Linked DNA regions of Sus scrofa: all the other regions are linked to region 3. Evidence: chromatin contacts called from public Hi-C and HiChIP or PLAC-seq data. All regions are on one chromosome and are shown on one strand. Each heading gives the region's core, a stretch centred on a gene start, on an enhancer-like site or on the middle of the called end of the contact. The rest is flanking DNA. Distances are from core to core; before and after follow the strand shown.

Region 1 (2,942 bases), core at 67-2,566, 120 kb after region 3:
GAAAACAGCAGATCTTCAACTTACTGTGCCACAGTGGGAACTCCCCAGAATACAAACATTTTAATGATAGAATTTAAAGGGAAACTTTTGTCTCCTGAAGAATTAAATGTCTCGGAGTTCCCATCACGGCTCAGCCAGGTTTATGTATTCAGAACATAGATAAACTGACAGGTTAGTATGATTATCTTTGGCTCTTTGAGTGGTAATAGTTTTATAGTCAAAAACAAATACTAGTTAAGAACCTGACTAGTATCTGTAAGGATGTGGGTTTGACCCCTGGCCTCAATCAGTGAGTTAAAGGATCTGGCATTATTGTGGCTATGGCATAGGCCAGCAACTGCAGCTCTGATTTGACCCCTAGCCCAGGAACTTCCATATGCCACAGGTGCGGCCCTAAAAAAAGAAAAAGAAGGGGGAGTTCCTGTCGTGGCACAGCGGAAACGAATCCGACTGGGAACCATGAGGTTGCAGGTTCGATCCCTGGGCTCACTCAGTGGGTTAAGGATCTGGAGTTGCCATGAGCTGTGGGGTAGGTCACAGACACGGCTCAGATCTGGCATTGCTGTGGCTGTGGTGCAGGCGATTCAGCCCCTAGCCTGGGAAACCATATGCTGTGGGTGAAGCCCTCAAAAAGACAGAAAAAGTATATATTTTGGACATATTTATTCTCTAGTTTTCATTTGTTATCACAGTAGGCAGATGCTCTAATTATTCACATTTTACAGTGTGCAGAGGCACATAATTGTACGTAATTTGCTCAAGGTTACACAGCAGGTAAGAGAGTTGGCATTGAAAGTCTCCAGGATCTAGGCTCTTAATTACTAATTCTGTCTTTCACAGTGAGTTTTACCTTAACAGGTAATAACTATTCTAACATTTTATATGAGCTCTTCAAACAAAACTGTTCAGTGGGAAAGTGCCCACTGGGCAAATAAAATACAGCAAAATACAAATTTTAACCCCAGTGAAGGAAAACTAATAGACTAGATTAAAGGGTGAACTAGTGATGAAACTGCTTTTTGATGACGCTGCCTCCGGTTTGACGTTTCCTCCCCCTGCTTAGAAAATCCCACAGGGTGTAGGCACTCCTCTTGAGTTGGTGGATTTCTTTTTTTCCCTAAGGCGGGAAGCTATTTTCTCCCTCTATGTTTTGTTTTTTACCCTCAGTGCCCTTAAACTCTTTAGGTTGCTGCCATATTTGCATCTTAACTGTGTTCGCCCTTGGCAAGCTTTCCTTACCCACACGCATCTGATAAATGTTTCTCAGGCCCCTCTTGACTTCCTCCTTCAGTTTCACAAGTTTCTTCAGTCCCTCGGAAGGAAGCACATAGATAAACTGACAGATTAGTATGATTACCTTTAGCTCTATGAGGGGTAATCGTTTTATAGTCAAAAACAAAACTGGATCTCAAGAAAAAAAGTAATTTTTAAGTTACAATCCCTGCTGGGTTTGTGCAGAGTCAGTGACATAGAGTGGAAATTATTTTCTTACGGTAGCAGGCTTTTTATTTCACCAATAATCCATTTCTCAGATTGAAAATTTACATAGCCCAAGAACTGTTGTATTTCTTACTGAGCCAGAGATTGTAGCTATCAGGAAGGAATATAACTTCAGCAGCTATGGCACAATAATGAATTATGCAGATCCAGAGGACCTTTAAGGTTGCAGAAACATGACTGGTGCCAAGGTATAGATCCTTGCTAGATATGTGACCTGAAGTTTGGATGAACACATGTCATGCTATCACTTTGGATCATTCCTGGGTAACACGCTGATACCTAGCCGGGGAAACAAATGGAGCAGTGAGGGTGTTTGGAAAACAAAGATAAGAAACAGGAAGCAAAGAGAAAAGAAAGTGCTTCAAACCAGCCAGCTATTGACTAGAAAAAGTTGCATACAACTTAAGGCGTAGAGGAAGCACATCTCAGTCCAAACGAGCCTGAGGTCCCTTTCTTGGAGATGCAGGGCCCACAGCTTTGAAGAGTTCTCATGCAGGCTCCTGGACCCTGCCTCACCTCTGTGGAAGTTTTCTGGAATGTGGTTCACACAGACGGAAGTCAACCGGATTTTTTTAATGCAGAGGGAAGACTAAACTGGGGGTGGAGATAAGTGCATTGGACTCCCCCTTCTTTTTTATGGCCCAGCTGTTTGAGTCTAATATCCAGTGGTTTTCAAAGCATCTTGCAAGACGTGTCTCCCCTGAATGACAGAAAGCGAGTGAGGAAGACACCTGCAGTTTGCAATGGAAATGGCTTCCTATTCTAGTCCTGACTCTTTATCATTTTCTATCTTTGGCAAAGACAGTTTTGTCATCCCTGCTGTGGGGAAACTAATACCAGTTTCAGCCTCATTTATAATGTAACTCCATGTAATCATATAATTTGTATGAAAGAGCTGTGTAAACCATAAAACACCAACAATTCTAAGGCTCTGTATTAGCGTGTAGGGCCTGTGATAGACGTAGTGATCCTACACGGGCAGGAATCCATCGCTTTTCATGGTAATTTGTATACATTCAATTAATAAGTTTTTATTTCCTGCAGGTGCTATGCTCAGTAGTCTTGGTCTCTGTCACCAGGGAGGCACAGACAAATGTCTGAGACAGATAGGATACTCTGATGAAGTGCCATTGTGACCTAGGTAGCAGCTTAAGACCCTCTGTCCCTTGGGTATTTAGGTGGTAGATTTGACACAGATTTCAGAAGGTGGGTAGAGGAAAGATTTACACCAAAAAAGCTTACAATGAGGCAAACATCACTACTTTTTTCTTTTTTTTCACCGCTTTTATTGTGAAATATAACATACTTACAGAAAAGCACATTAACCACAAACTTACCTCTTAACAAATAATCATCACATAAACATCTGAGCAACCCACGACCCAGGTGAAGAAATAAAATATTTCTAGCATCCTAGAAATTGATTCCCTTCCCAGGTGCCT
Region 2 (2,939 bases), core at 320-2,819, 99 kb after region 3:
AATCTTTACATGTAAAAATTGCACATCATAAATCACTTTTCAAATATTCAAAGTGCAAATTTTTAGACTTGTATTTTCAAATGTAAAGCATAAAGAGTTTTTCATAAGAGAACTTTGAAGTATTATTCAATAGTCATTTAAATTTTTCTATACACATACTAAATACACACTGTTCATTGATTTAGCATTTAGCATTCTACTTAGAGGGAAAAAAAATGTTTATAAAAGCCAAGTCAGTTTAAAAAAAATTGTAAACATATCCATGTACAAATTGAGGACTTAGTACCCCAGTATTGTACTCAATTACATTATGAAACAAAAATCTATCTTATATTCCAAAGTATTCAATTAGGTTTTAATAACTTCATATACTCTAGACCTAAGGCAGACAAAGATCAAGGTTCCCTGGCAATAAGAGAGCCTTAGATTACTATGAAGAAAATATCCATGCTATTCATAATATTTACCAAGTGAACATTTTATTTAGGTGTCAGTATCTCATTTATCAACAGAATGAATATATTCTCACAAATTCTGGTTTTCTGTCACTACCTCCCCCAATCTGAGATGCATCTGCCATTTTCAAACACTTGTTGAACAGACTATTGCAAAGTTTAGACTACCAAATAGTAGTGGGAAATTTTAGTTATCCCAAGGAAGTACATACTGAAACATTTTTGAGAAGCGAAGAGTTTTATGACTTTCAAAATTAATTCAAATGAAACTCAACGCGAGCTTGATTTTTGCTTTGAGTAAAGTTATCATTAGAAGATGGAGTTCCAAAGGAACCGCTAAGTGCCAATACTTTAACATTTACCTCCCCATATGACAGCATTTGCCTTTAGGAGGAAAAACAATCTCCTTTCATTCTAAAGAAGTCGCTCATATTAGCCTAATTCCAATGGACAGTAAGGCCATGGACGGAAAAAAAATCATCCAAAAGGATTAGTTATTCCAACTCAGGTTTGCTGCCAATTCAGGGACACCTCGTCCTAAGTACTCTTCCTCTGCAGACTCAAGAACTGACCCCTGACAACTCCTAAGAAATGAAATTGCGGAGAAGTTATCACTTTCCAAAGTTAAGTGCGGGGAGGGGGTAGGGAGCAAATGGGAGATGTATGAAAGCCGGCACACGCTTTGCCCTCTGAAATGCCTCATATTTACTTCTGACAAAAGAAATAAATAGAAGCAAAACCGAGATTCAGAAGGAACTCTCTCTGCTGCGTGCACCGGTCGAGCATTTCAAAGATCCCTTAGAAAAGAAGCGGGCTGGAGGCTCACCTTCCATCTCGCCGCCGGGCTGGGCTGGGCTGGGCTGGGCTGGAGCGGCGGCTCTGGCTGCCCAGTGGCTCCACGTGCTCCTGCCGTCGCCGGGACGCAGCGCGCAGCTGGCGGGAGATTCCCAGCTCGGGGAGTCCCCGGGAGCCGGCCGCCGCGTCGGCGCAGACTGAAGGGGGCAGGAGCCGGCGACCCGCCGGTGCGCGGGGTTACAGCGGCGCTGGCTGGCGGCGGCTTTAAAGGACGCTCACCGCGGAGCGCCCGGAGGTACCGCGCCTCCAGCACCCTTTTGAATGTCACAGCCCAGAAGCCGGATAGGATGGAAAGGCACCACAGTAAAATGGTCTCAAAATGTCTCTTGGCGAAGGATGTGAGTTGAGAGCGTGCTATCACGTGGAGGGGAGAGGAGGAATCTGGATAGCTCTCTTCCAAGTTTGAGTTCAGAGAGGTGTGGCAGGAATTGAGCAAAATCTGGAACTTTTGCTCTAGATTCGAGGATGAAAACCATGAAGATCATCAAGGAGCATTCACTTCACTCGATAGGTTTTTCTTCCTCACATTTTCGTTTCACGTAATAAAGTTTATTGGTCCAAGTTTTCAGAAAGTTCTAGGATAGCTTAAAAGAATTTTGGCACTTTTATCAACTCAACTTTTTCATTTTTGGAAGCAAGTCTCTCACTTTTATTTTCCCTCCTGGGAACTGCTTGCTGTATTTGTCACCACTCACAAAATACTACGTGATCTACGTATGTGTGTTTATTTTCTACTACCCTGCCTTCTTCCAAATAAGATGTGAGACAGCCTACAAAAACCTATGTATAATGTATAAGTGCTAAGTGGTGGTGGTGGTGGTGGTGGGGAGACACAATAAGATAATAACATTAACTCAAAGATGTTAACAAGCAGAGCTGTACCAACATCCATCCTCCACACTTTATAGAGGTCAGCACACTTTTGACTACAGGGAGAAGAAAAGGGAAAGGACCACATAACAATTTTTCAAAAGCAGAATTTTTCTCCACACTAAGGTCTAAGGGACATTGTTCAAGTGAGTCCTTCCTTATAAAGTTACTAAATATGCTGAATTGGACAGCATGTAAATGATTTTCAAAAAGACCACTGTCACCCTTGTTAGAAACATATTGTTAGTATACAAATATATTTGAGACTTAAGGTTGGGGGTTTGTGCATCAACAAACCACATAAGAATAAACCCACACTTAAAGTGTGCATATTATAATTTTATGCATGTTTATTTTAAACATGCTTTGGTGTAGGAGATATATATGATTTTTAATGAATTAATAACTTGTATTGGCTTTGTTTTAAGATCATGGCACCATGAAAGCATCTCTATAGCTTGTTTGGGTTGGAGCTCTACAGGATAATATCAGTTTCAGAGAAATACTCTAAACACTAGGTCTAATTTTAGTATTGAAAGGGGAAATTTGTTGTTTGTTAGTTTCTAAAAGCAAAAATAGCACATCAAAAGTAGCAGAAGAGGAACTGTAAAATTACACAGGGATGGTATAAGGATGAGTAGTTATTTGATTAAAGAGTTATAGAAAACTTTTCTACTACAATGTTCTTTATACTTAACAATGGCATGTGTCACTACTCTAAAGAATTTGTTCAGTATTGAGTATTTCGGACTCAAGAAC
Region 3 (2,992 bases), core at 272-2,771:
GGATCCCCCTAGAATCTCTGTAATGGAGCTGGGCCCTGTGGCCCTGCAATTTGAAGGAAAGCTAGCTGTAGACAGGAACAGAATGAGCCAGATCCATCCCACAGACCTCCAGCCAATGGGCACGTGTTCCTCTGCATCTACCTGCCCAACTCCGCCCTGAGTCAGACCCAAAACAGTGTAGAAGTGGGCATTCCTAACAGACAGAACCTTCCCCAATTTTCCAAAAGATTCCAGGCTCTCTCCTTTCTCCCAGCCTTGGCCCATCCACAGCCCTCTTACACCCATCGATTCCATACAGGTTCCCGTCTTTTCGTTCCCTTCTCCCAAGCTGAGCCATCCGTCCCACACAGCTAAGGGATGAGCTGCGGGTGGGAAGGGGCGGCTGGGAGAGTAGGAGTGGGGACGCACGCGGGGACCCATCCAGCAGTCGCTCTGGCTCCCCAACACTTGATCTGCACCCACCGCTCGCTCTTCCTCCCCCTTCTCGCCGGGGAACAATCCGGCCCGTGTGCAGTCAGTGGCAGTGACCGGCGCCAGCCGAGCAGTTGGGGAGATGCGGTCGCCGGGCTCGAGGGAGCCGCCTCCGGCTCTGCGGCGGAAAAGCCTGCCGGCTTTGCCAGGGGGCGAGCTCCGGAGGCCTGACTTTCAGCACATCCGGCCCCGCCAAGGCAGCCGAGGATGCGTCGTCTATCCTCTGGCCTGACGAAGGAGGCTCGCTTGGGGCCACAGCAATGAGCCCATCCGTCGCGGGGCAAGGGGGTTGATTTGCTCTTCGCTGAGAGCCTGTGGGCCGGGTGGAGGCCTCTAGAGACCAGGCGGGTGGAGGAAGGTTCTGCAGGCCACAAACAAGCACGGAGGATGCTTCGGGGGCGAAGGCGGCGGTGGGCTCGGGTCATCCAGCTCCTTTGGACCCGCGCCCCCGCCTCCCGACGGCCTGGGCCGGCTCAGCCGCGCGGCTGCAGCGACACCCAGTGGCTATGGTGGGAAGTGCAGGCGCCTCTTCCTTGGTTCCCGCTAAGGTCTGTGCCGCTAGAGGTTCCCACTAGTGGTTACGGACGGGCACTCCCAGGAGAGAAGGCCTCGCTTTGCAGACTGCCCCACGCGGCACTTCCCCTTCCCCTCCCCCAGTTTCCTCCCCAGCAGTCGCCCGAGTGCTGGGAGATCCTGCAAGGCTGCAGTGCCCGGAAGGGCGGGGCGTGGCACAGCAGCGGCGCTGGGCTGTGACCCTGAGCGGTTTCACTTCTGGATCCTGCTTGGGGTGTGATGGGAGAGTACCCGGGCTGGGGGAGGAGGGGGGACACGCGGCGTGCCAAGGTCCAGTGCTCGGGACCCCGAGTGAGGGATGGCGTTTCACTCCTGGGGTGTCACGCAACCCACGCTTTCTTCCATTTTCCACCCCCACCCCCAAGTCCCATGGGTTCCACTCGGCTGTCCCCGGAGCTGCCGCTGCTCCTTAGCAGCCGCCGCCTCCGCGGGGGCTGTCGACCCCCGGAGAGGCCCCGAGCGGCGTGGGCGGCAAGAGGAGCGAGCTGTGAAGCCGCAGGCAGGGGGTTAGGCTGCGGGCTGCTGAGACGCCCGAGCTGTTTCTCAGAAGTGCAGCTGCCCCTCCCCTCACACCCCCCTCAACTCCCACCTCGCACCGCACCTCTTCCCCCCTCCGCCCGACCTTGGCTTTCCTCTCCCAGGCACCCCCAACCCGGGAATCTGGTGTCTGGGTTTATGCAGAGTTAAGAGGAGGTCCCGAGAAGAGGCCAGGGGCCCGGACCCGACCTCAGTGCCCATATCCATTGTCACCTTGCTGTCCCCATGCCCCGCCCCACCCCACCCCCACTTTGTGGGCCAGGGCTGGAATTTTATAGAATGGTTTTCTCTGACCACTTGAGAGAATCAAAGGCCGCCGTCACTCTAGCTCCGGCGCCCCACCTCCCTCCCAGTGCCTGAGTTTGGGGGAGAGAAAGAAGAAGGGCCAGAACCATCTTTCTCTCCTATTCTTGTTTCTAGATTTGGGGAAAGGCCTGGCTGGAGCGCGGGGTTGAGGCCAGGTTGCCTGTTGGATCCCTGACTCTAGGGGGAAAGCAAAGCCCAGACAGGGACGGCAGGGTGCTCAGGGGCAGGTAGAGAGCAGCCGGGCTGGGATTGGAACCCAGGAGTCCAAATACTCAGCTGGCGTCTGCACAAGGCCGGCCTTTGCTATACAGAGACTTTGCTGGATTCACTGATTCTGCCTGCTTTCCCCCAACACATGCACACACAACCCCCTCCCCCCCACACACACACCCAGGAGTCTAGAGGAGAGCAGTCAGTGTCTGTGAGTGAGAGGGAGATGGAGGTGCTGAGAATGGGATTCCTGTGGGGGTTGCATGGGGATGGAGCCCTGGGAGGACAGCCTGGAGGAGGAGGCAGCATCTGCCCCCCTAGTTCCCATCCCCCAGCTGCCCCCAGGGCTGTGGTTTATTTGACTAGGCGGCTCTTCTGGGGGGCCTGGGGGGTTTGTGGGGGAAGGAGAGGTGATGGGAAAAGGCTGCTCTGGGGCTTCCTGCCCCCTCAGTCCTGGGGAAAGGGAGGGGCAATTTACATCACCCGCAGGCCCTCTAACCTCCATTCTTTCCACTGAAGGCTCCTTCCTTGGGTGTGCTCGTGTTATTCTGGGGGAAGGTCTGTTATTTTGGGGGGAAGGGAGGCAGCTGCCTACTTCACAGGTCAGGACGGAGTTAAAAACAAAACCGCAACAAATTCAACACCCCGTGTCCTTCAGGGACTTTCCATGACACCTTCCTTCCCCCCTCTCCCCCAAGCCAGGGAGCACCTCCCCAGAGGGCCTCCCCACCCCAGGTGCAGTGGCTTTTGGCTTTTATGCAAACAACTGTCTGCCTGGGAATGCTCGGGTGCCAGACCTTGTGTCCTGGCCACAGGAGCTCCTCCACCCTCCCTCAGTGTTCTTGGCCTTCCCAGAACTGTCACCGTCCCCTCCCCAACTCTTCCTTGGCCTCTG
Region 4 (2,876 bases), core at 174-2,673, 65 kb before region 3:
TGAAATAAAGCCCAAATTCTTCAGTCTGACTTTTGAAGCCCCATGTTGCCTTTCTAACTTTATTTCCCACTGCTCCTTTTCATGCACCTTGCTCCCTGAGTAAACCAAGCTGCTGGATGTGCCCATATCTGCCCAGGGCCTCCACTCTCTGTTTCCTCTGTCTGGCATGCAAAGCGGATAGTAAAGAGAACACACTTGTAGTCAAACAAGCCAGAACAGAAAACTCTGCTTTACCACTTACTAGCTGTGTGACTTTGGGCGGGGCACTAAACCTCTCTGAGTCTCCCATCTATAAAAATCAGGTTAAGAGAATCGACCTCAAAGGTTTGTTGTGAAAATTAACTGAATAAGTGCCCACTATGGCCACAGATCTAAATTTAATGTATCCATCTGGAAGCCCTTCCTTTACAGAATGTTCCAAAACAATCACTGCCCCCACATTTTCAAAGCCAGAAATGATTCCTCCCTCCCCTACATGCTCCTACTGCTTAATCGCTTAGGGCTCAAATCGTCCTCTGCAGGAATTACCATCCTGGCTCACTACTCATCCAGACTAGTATCCATGAGGACGTGGGTTAGATCCCTGCCTCGCTCAGTGTGTTAAGAATCCTGCTGTGATGAGCTGTGATGTAGACTGCAAACACTGTTCAGATCCGGCATTGCCGTGGCTGTGGTATAGGCCGGCAGCTGCAGCTCCAAGTCAACCCTAGCCTGGTAATTTCCAAATGCTGCAAGTGCGTCCCTAAAAATAAATAAATAAATAAATAAATAAAAATAAATTGTCCTCTTCCTTGTATTTGAGAAGGCTGAAGTCCCAGGTAGGGACTCAAAGTCCCTAAGGGCTGGACCCTGGTCTGATTTCAGTGTCATTCCAGGGATTTGTACCCAGGAGGTGGTAAATGCCCATTTGACTAAGTAAGAAAAAGTAAATGAAGCTCCTGGCTGATGAGGATCACCAGAGCTTCCACTCATCTTATGTTCATAATGGATTCAGGGGAGGAACGAAAACACACACTGCAGGGGTAGCAACTGGGGGCGAAGGGGCGGGGCCAAGATAAATGGGCGGGGTCTACCGCGGGGTGGGGCTTACCTGCTAGACTCATGTAGATTGGCTGGTGGGAGCGGAAGTGCTTCAGTGCGCCCCCGGAGCAGTTCCGCTCCTCGCACTGGAGCAAGCAGTCACGGTACACCGGCTCTCGGTCGCCCTGTGAACCGCTTGCTAGTGCGGCTGCTCCGGCTAGCAGCAGCAGCCGCGCCGTCCGCCAGGCCATCCCTTCACCCTGGCCCTCCGCCGGCGGAGGAACTTAAGTTCTCTCACTTCCGGGATAGCCGGAAGTGCCTTGTGTTCTTTCGCAAACTCTCCGCTGACGTCCACCCTAGTTTAAATAAAAGTTCCCGGATTTTTCTGGGCGCCTGCCCCGCCTCCTGTCTTATTCTTATCTGCATAAAACGTGCGAAAGGGTTAGGGAAGGGAGACGCCAGGTGAGTTAAGAAGCAAAATAAAGTTGTATTTTATCAACATCCGTGTTCTTTTTTCTCCGGGGTCTCTTAATTTGAACTGGGGCTGTTTTTCGGTTCCCAGCCTTATCGGATTTCCACTTCCTAATGTACCTGAAACTGTCCACTTTTCTCCTTCTCCACTGTCACCACCACCCTGTTTAAAGTCATCAGGGAGTTCCCATCGTGGCGCAGTGGTTAATGAATCCGACTAGGAACCATGAGGTTGCGGGTTCGATCCCTGCCCTTGCTCAGTGGGTTAACGATCCGGTGTTCCCGTGAGCTGTGGTGTAGGTTGCAGACGCGGCTCGGATCCCGCGTTGCTGTGGCTCTAGCATAGGCCGGTGGCTACGGCTCCGATTCGACCCCTAGCCTGGGAACCTCCATATGCCGCGGGAGCGGCCCAAGAAATAGCAAAAAGACAAAAATAAAAAAATAAATAAAAATAAAAAAATAAAGTCATCAGCATCTGTCACCGAGGCAGCTGTAGTAGCTTTTTAACACATCTCCCTGCCTCTACTTAAACCCCCTCCAGCCCATGCTCCAATTTCAAAAATTCAATTTTGATCATTTCACTTTTTCCTTCTTAAAATTCTTTCCAGGCTCTCACTTACCTCAGGATAAAATCGTAACTCCACAAGCCCTGCAGGATCTGGCTCCTGCCTACTGGTCTCCCTCACTACTCTGCCTCTGACCCACTTCAAGGGGCCATGTCTCTCAAGCTCCCTAGCTTTACCCCGTCTGTATCACTCTTAATCCCACTCCTGCTGATTTTTCTAGTCTCAAAATAAAGACTACTTCTGAGGGTGATAACACCTGGAAGGTGATATACAGTGGTCTGTTTTCCCTGGCAGAGTGAGGACCTCTGCTGTCTTGTTTTACTACTCTACTACCAGTACTAGTAGAGAATTTGGCTCAGGGTAGGCGCTCGCTAAGAACGCGGTTTTTTTGTTTGTTTTTAAGTGAATGAATAACGTAATTCGGCGTAAGAATTTGTGTGCCAAACCAAGGCTGTCAAATCACCAGAGTGATTCAGATGACGTTGAGGTAGGAGAGGGAGGTGTAGTATTTCAAGGAATATTAAGAGGAGGATCTTTGGGAATAGGAGGACGTTTGCTTTAGTATCACCCCTCCTCCCCACTCTATCCCCAGCACAAGCACACAACCCGTCTGATTGAAGCACCGACGCCTTATAGCTAGATGCATAATTAGTGTGGGTGCAGATTAATGACTGCCTTTCCTCCTGTCCACTCTCTCCACCCCTGGCCAACTTTTTCTTTTTATCTTGGGAGATGGAATGAACCGAAAGTAAAATTGGATTCTATTCATTCACACCGTTCAGCAAACGTTTCCTGAGCCTTAGGCCCTTCGCACCAAGG
Region 5 (2,805 bases), core at 17-2,516, 120 kb before region 3:
TGGAGAGGGCATTGCTGTTCCTCAGAAACCCACCCCATCCCTACCCTATTTTGTACCTTTCTCAATTGCTAGGGCTGCGGCTTCTAGAAGACTAAGGCTGGTCTGTGTTTGCTTATCTGCCCACCTTTGGCTGATGCTCAGAGTCCCTGGGCACTTGCTGCCTGATGCCTACCCCTGCCAGTCATTCCCCCATTCACTGGGTGGGAGCTGGGGTGTGAGAGTCTGCATTGGAAAACTCAGTAAATGGGGGACAAAGGTTCATCCTTCACAATTCTACTCCCCAGACCCTCTCCCCTGGGCATAGGAAACCCACAGGGCAGGACCCTAAGATCTGGGGAAAGAGGGTACTGAGAACTTGTAAGTGCCCACAGATCCTTCTCCATCCCCTGGGAATTCCTTCTCACTGGCGTCTACCAGGGCCCAGGATTCAGGCATCCTTTCCACAGCCTCCACATTTTGGAAATCTTCCCCTTATCACCTGCTCCCCAGCCTGGGTGCCTGGAAGATGGACTGGCAGAGGCTGCTTTGTTGCCTTTTGTTTGTGCTTTGATGCCAGGAATGCCGCCTAGTGTAAGTCCTTGGGAGGAGGGGCAAACAGTGGGGGATCTAGGCTCTCCTTGTCCTCCAGCTGCTCTGTCCTCTTCCCTTCTTCCCTGACTCCAGGCCTGAACCGCTCCCCTGCTGTAATAAATCTTTGTAAATACCTGTGCTGAGACTTCTCTTTCAGGGAAAAGGAGAGGGAGGAGGAGGTTCACTATGTGGTAGTCATCCAAGGGTCAGGTCCTTGACCGTAATGTCCAGTCCTCTAGTTTGCAGCCTTGACTGCAGCCAAGTTCCAAGCCCTCTTAGGAAGGACCACAGACATTCTAGATCCTGCTAGGGAGGTGGAAAGAGGTGGGGCGGGGGCGGGGGCGGGGTGGAGAGAAGAGGGGTGCTTCAAGAGTAACTGGATTCCTCGTCCTCCAGGCCCGCAGGCCTCCCCTCAGGAAGCTCCCCTTTTTTCTCCAGAGTGCTAGGCCTCTGTGGCCCAATAAGCACGAAACCCCTGGGCTTCTAATTCCTCTTTTCAAGCCTAACTTTAGCAGCAGCCCCCATTTCCCGCCCTTGTGGGCGGGGCCTGAGGGCTTGGGGGCGGGGTTGGGAGAGGGGGCGGTGCCTCGGGCCTAGTACCTCCCGGTTCGCTCCCGGGGGCGGACTCAGTGGCGGAAGTGGCGCCGAGAGGAGATCCCCTTCCGCTCGGAGGCGCCGCCGAAGCTTCGGAGCCAGATTGCGGCTGGGGCTGGGAAGAGCCGGAGCCGTGGCTGACATGGTGCAGGTGGGTCCGCGAGAGGTCACTGGGACCGGGTGGTGGTACGAGGGCTACGTCTCGCCGATGGATCCTGGCTCCCTAGCCGGTGTCCGTTCGTGGTTCGGTCCGACCCTTCCCACACCCTCCGCGCTCCAGGTTCCGCCCCCTTCCTATGCTCGGCCTCGCTCCACTCAGCGCGGGGTTGGAGGGTCGTCTGCGTTGACCCTCTACGGCCCCGCCTACTCGAGAGAGCCTTGGAAAGGCGTCCCGGATCGCCCTCCAAAGCCTCTCACGTTGCTGTGAGGGAAGAAGCAAGGGGAAGGTATCAGGGTATTAAAGGTCAGGATCTGGGGAGGGGTCAGGATCTGAGAATGAGGAGGAAAATATTTCCAAGTTCCTGGAGGTCAATGTCTCACCGTCATCCGGTCTCCCTCAACTTCCTTTGGAAACGACAGTGAATGACTTCCCAGTTGACATTATAAGGGCCCTTTAACGTATCTTTCTTGAGTTCTTAGAGGAGCATAACACCAGTGACATAAATTCTCAATTGCAGTAGTGAACACGTACCCATCACCCTCTTTTTTGGCTTCCACCGCGTCGGCATCCCCTTATTTTCCTCCTGCTCTTCTGACTGTAGAAGCACGGTTTCACATTCATCTCTCTTGCTCAGCCAGCCTCTTAACTCTGGATCTGGATGGTCTCATCCACTCTCATGGTTTCAGCTTTACACCACCTACATACCCCAGTCGTGTCCAGATCTACCTTTTCACCGAAGCCTCTCCCTGGAGCCTCAGTTGGCCTTAGGCTACTAGTTGGACAGCTCCACTTCAGCTGGAATTCACTCTGTCTAAACTTGAACTGCTCTTTTCCCCTGCAGATTCCTTCTTTCTCTGCCACCCCATCTCAGCCAGAAACCTAATAATTATCATATATTTCTCCCTCAACTCCCATATCTAAGAGGTGACTTAGTCCAGCTGACTTCCTGAACATGCTTCACATCTAGTCCTGTGCCTCCCTCTCTTCTGTGACCACTCTCGTTGATGTGTTTCTCACCAGGATGACCACAGTGGCTTTCCAGCAACTTCCAGTCATGGCTGCCTGCAGCTCAGTCTCCAAACTGCAATTCTTCTCATCCTTGAAAAACACAATTCATAGTATCACTTCCTTGTCGAAAACCCTTGGATGCTTTCCCATTGCCTATGGGAAAGGCTGCATCTTTAGCACAATTTACAGAGCTCTCTCTGATCTGACGCCTTCCCCGCCAGTCTTCCTGTGTGTATCCTAAGGTCCGACAGGGCACTGCAGGACATGCTTACCCACACCTTGCTGCTTTGTGTCTCTGTGCCTTTGCACGCACCAGCCCCGCTGCCTGGAGAGCCCCTTCTCCTCTTATTGGCTGGGCTGCCTTCTGCTTGTCCTGGAGTGCTCTGCTCAGGCAGCATCACCTTTGGATCACCTTCTGCCCAGCCCACCGCTCAAGGCGCAATATTGCCCCCTCTGAGTCCCTGCAGTGCCCT

What was found. Hi-C and Micro-C count contacts between places; a contact is called where the count stands out from the background. HiChIP or PLAC-seq counts read pairs in DNA pulled down with a chosen protein or histone mark.
Region 1: an H3K27ac HiChIP or PLAC-seq map of alveolar macrophages shows a contact between it and region 3. The contact joins two enhancer-like sites. A contact is called at or near these places in 2 of 47 Hi-C or Micro-C datasets (embryonic fibroblasts and epiblast stem cells) and 1 of 2 datasets of contacts at active chromatin or transcription factors (alveolar macrophages).
Region 2: a contact with region 3 is called in a Hi-C map of liver, with 5 times the contacts expected there. The contact joins the promoter of IKZF3 here to the enhancer-like site in region 3. A contact is called at or near these places in 8 of 47 Hi-C or Micro-C datasets (alveolar macrophages, blood, embryonic fibroblasts and 2 more) and 1 of 2 datasets of contacts at active chromatin or transcription factors (alveolar macrophages).
Region 4: a contact with region 3 is called in an H3K27ac HiChIP or PLAC-seq map of alveolar macrophages. The contact joins the promoter of PGAP3 here to the enhancer-like site in region 3. A contact is called at or near these places in 1 of 5 promoter capture datasets (liver), 10 of 47 Hi-C or Micro-C datasets (alveolar macrophages, blood, embryonic fibroblasts and 5 more) and 2 of 2 datasets of contacts at active chromatin or transcription factors (alveolar macrophages and skeletal muscle).
Region 5: a contact with region 3 is called in an H3K27ac HiChIP or PLAC-seq map of alveolar macrophages. The contact joins the promoter of STARD3 here to the enhancer-like site in region 3. A contact is called at or near these places in 14 of 47 Hi-C or Micro-C datasets (alveolar macrophages, blood, embryonic fibroblasts and 9 more) and 2 of 2 datasets of contacts at active chromatin or transcription factors (alveolar macrophages and skeletal muscle).

The regions. Positions count from the first base shown.
Region 1 is chr12:22,445,190-22,448,131 of Sscrofa11.1, reverse strand. No RefSeq gene overlaps it. Among named protein-coding and RNA genes, the nearest start is that of ZPBP2, 16 kb to the left of the region's middle. Within about 2 kb of position 1,316, at least 13 of the 83 cell types and tissues checked have an H3K27ac peak or open chromatin away from gene starts, as enhancers often do. A contact at or near this core is called in alveolar macrophages, where this site is marked.
Region 2 is chr12:22,465,016-22,467,954 of Sscrofa11.1, reverse strand. It overlaps IKZF3 (zinc finger protein Aiolos), which reads right to left and starts at 1,569. Exons shown (of 8, transcript XM_005653923.3): 1 at 1,282-1,569. The coding sequence starts at 1,288.
Region 3 is chr12:22,563,665-22,566,656 of Sscrofa11.1, reverse strand. No RefSeq gene overlaps it. Among named protein-coding and RNA genes, the nearest start is that of GRB7, 18 kb to the left of the region's middle. Within about 2 kb of position 1,521, at least 38 of the 83 cell types and tissues checked have an H3K27ac peak or open chromatin away from gene starts, as enhancers often do. A contact at or near this core is called in alveolar macrophages, embryonic fibroblasts, liver and 4 more, where this site is marked.
Region 4 is chr12:22,628,966-22,631,841 of Sscrofa11.1, reverse strand. PGAP3 (post-GPI attachment to proteins factor 3) reads right to left here and starts at 1,423. Exons shown (of 7, transcript XM_013979725.2): 1 at 1,091-1,423. The coding sequence starts at 1,271.
Region 5 is chr12:22,679,146-22,681,950 of Sscrofa11.1, reverse strand. It overlaps STARD3 (StAR related lipid transfer domain containing 3), which reads left to right and starts at 1,266. Exons shown (of 15, transcript NM_001143725.1): 1 at 1,266-1,315. It overlaps PPP1R1B (protein phosphatase 1 regulatory subunit 1B), which reads left to right. Exons shown (of 6, transcript XM_021067047.1): 6 at 1-707.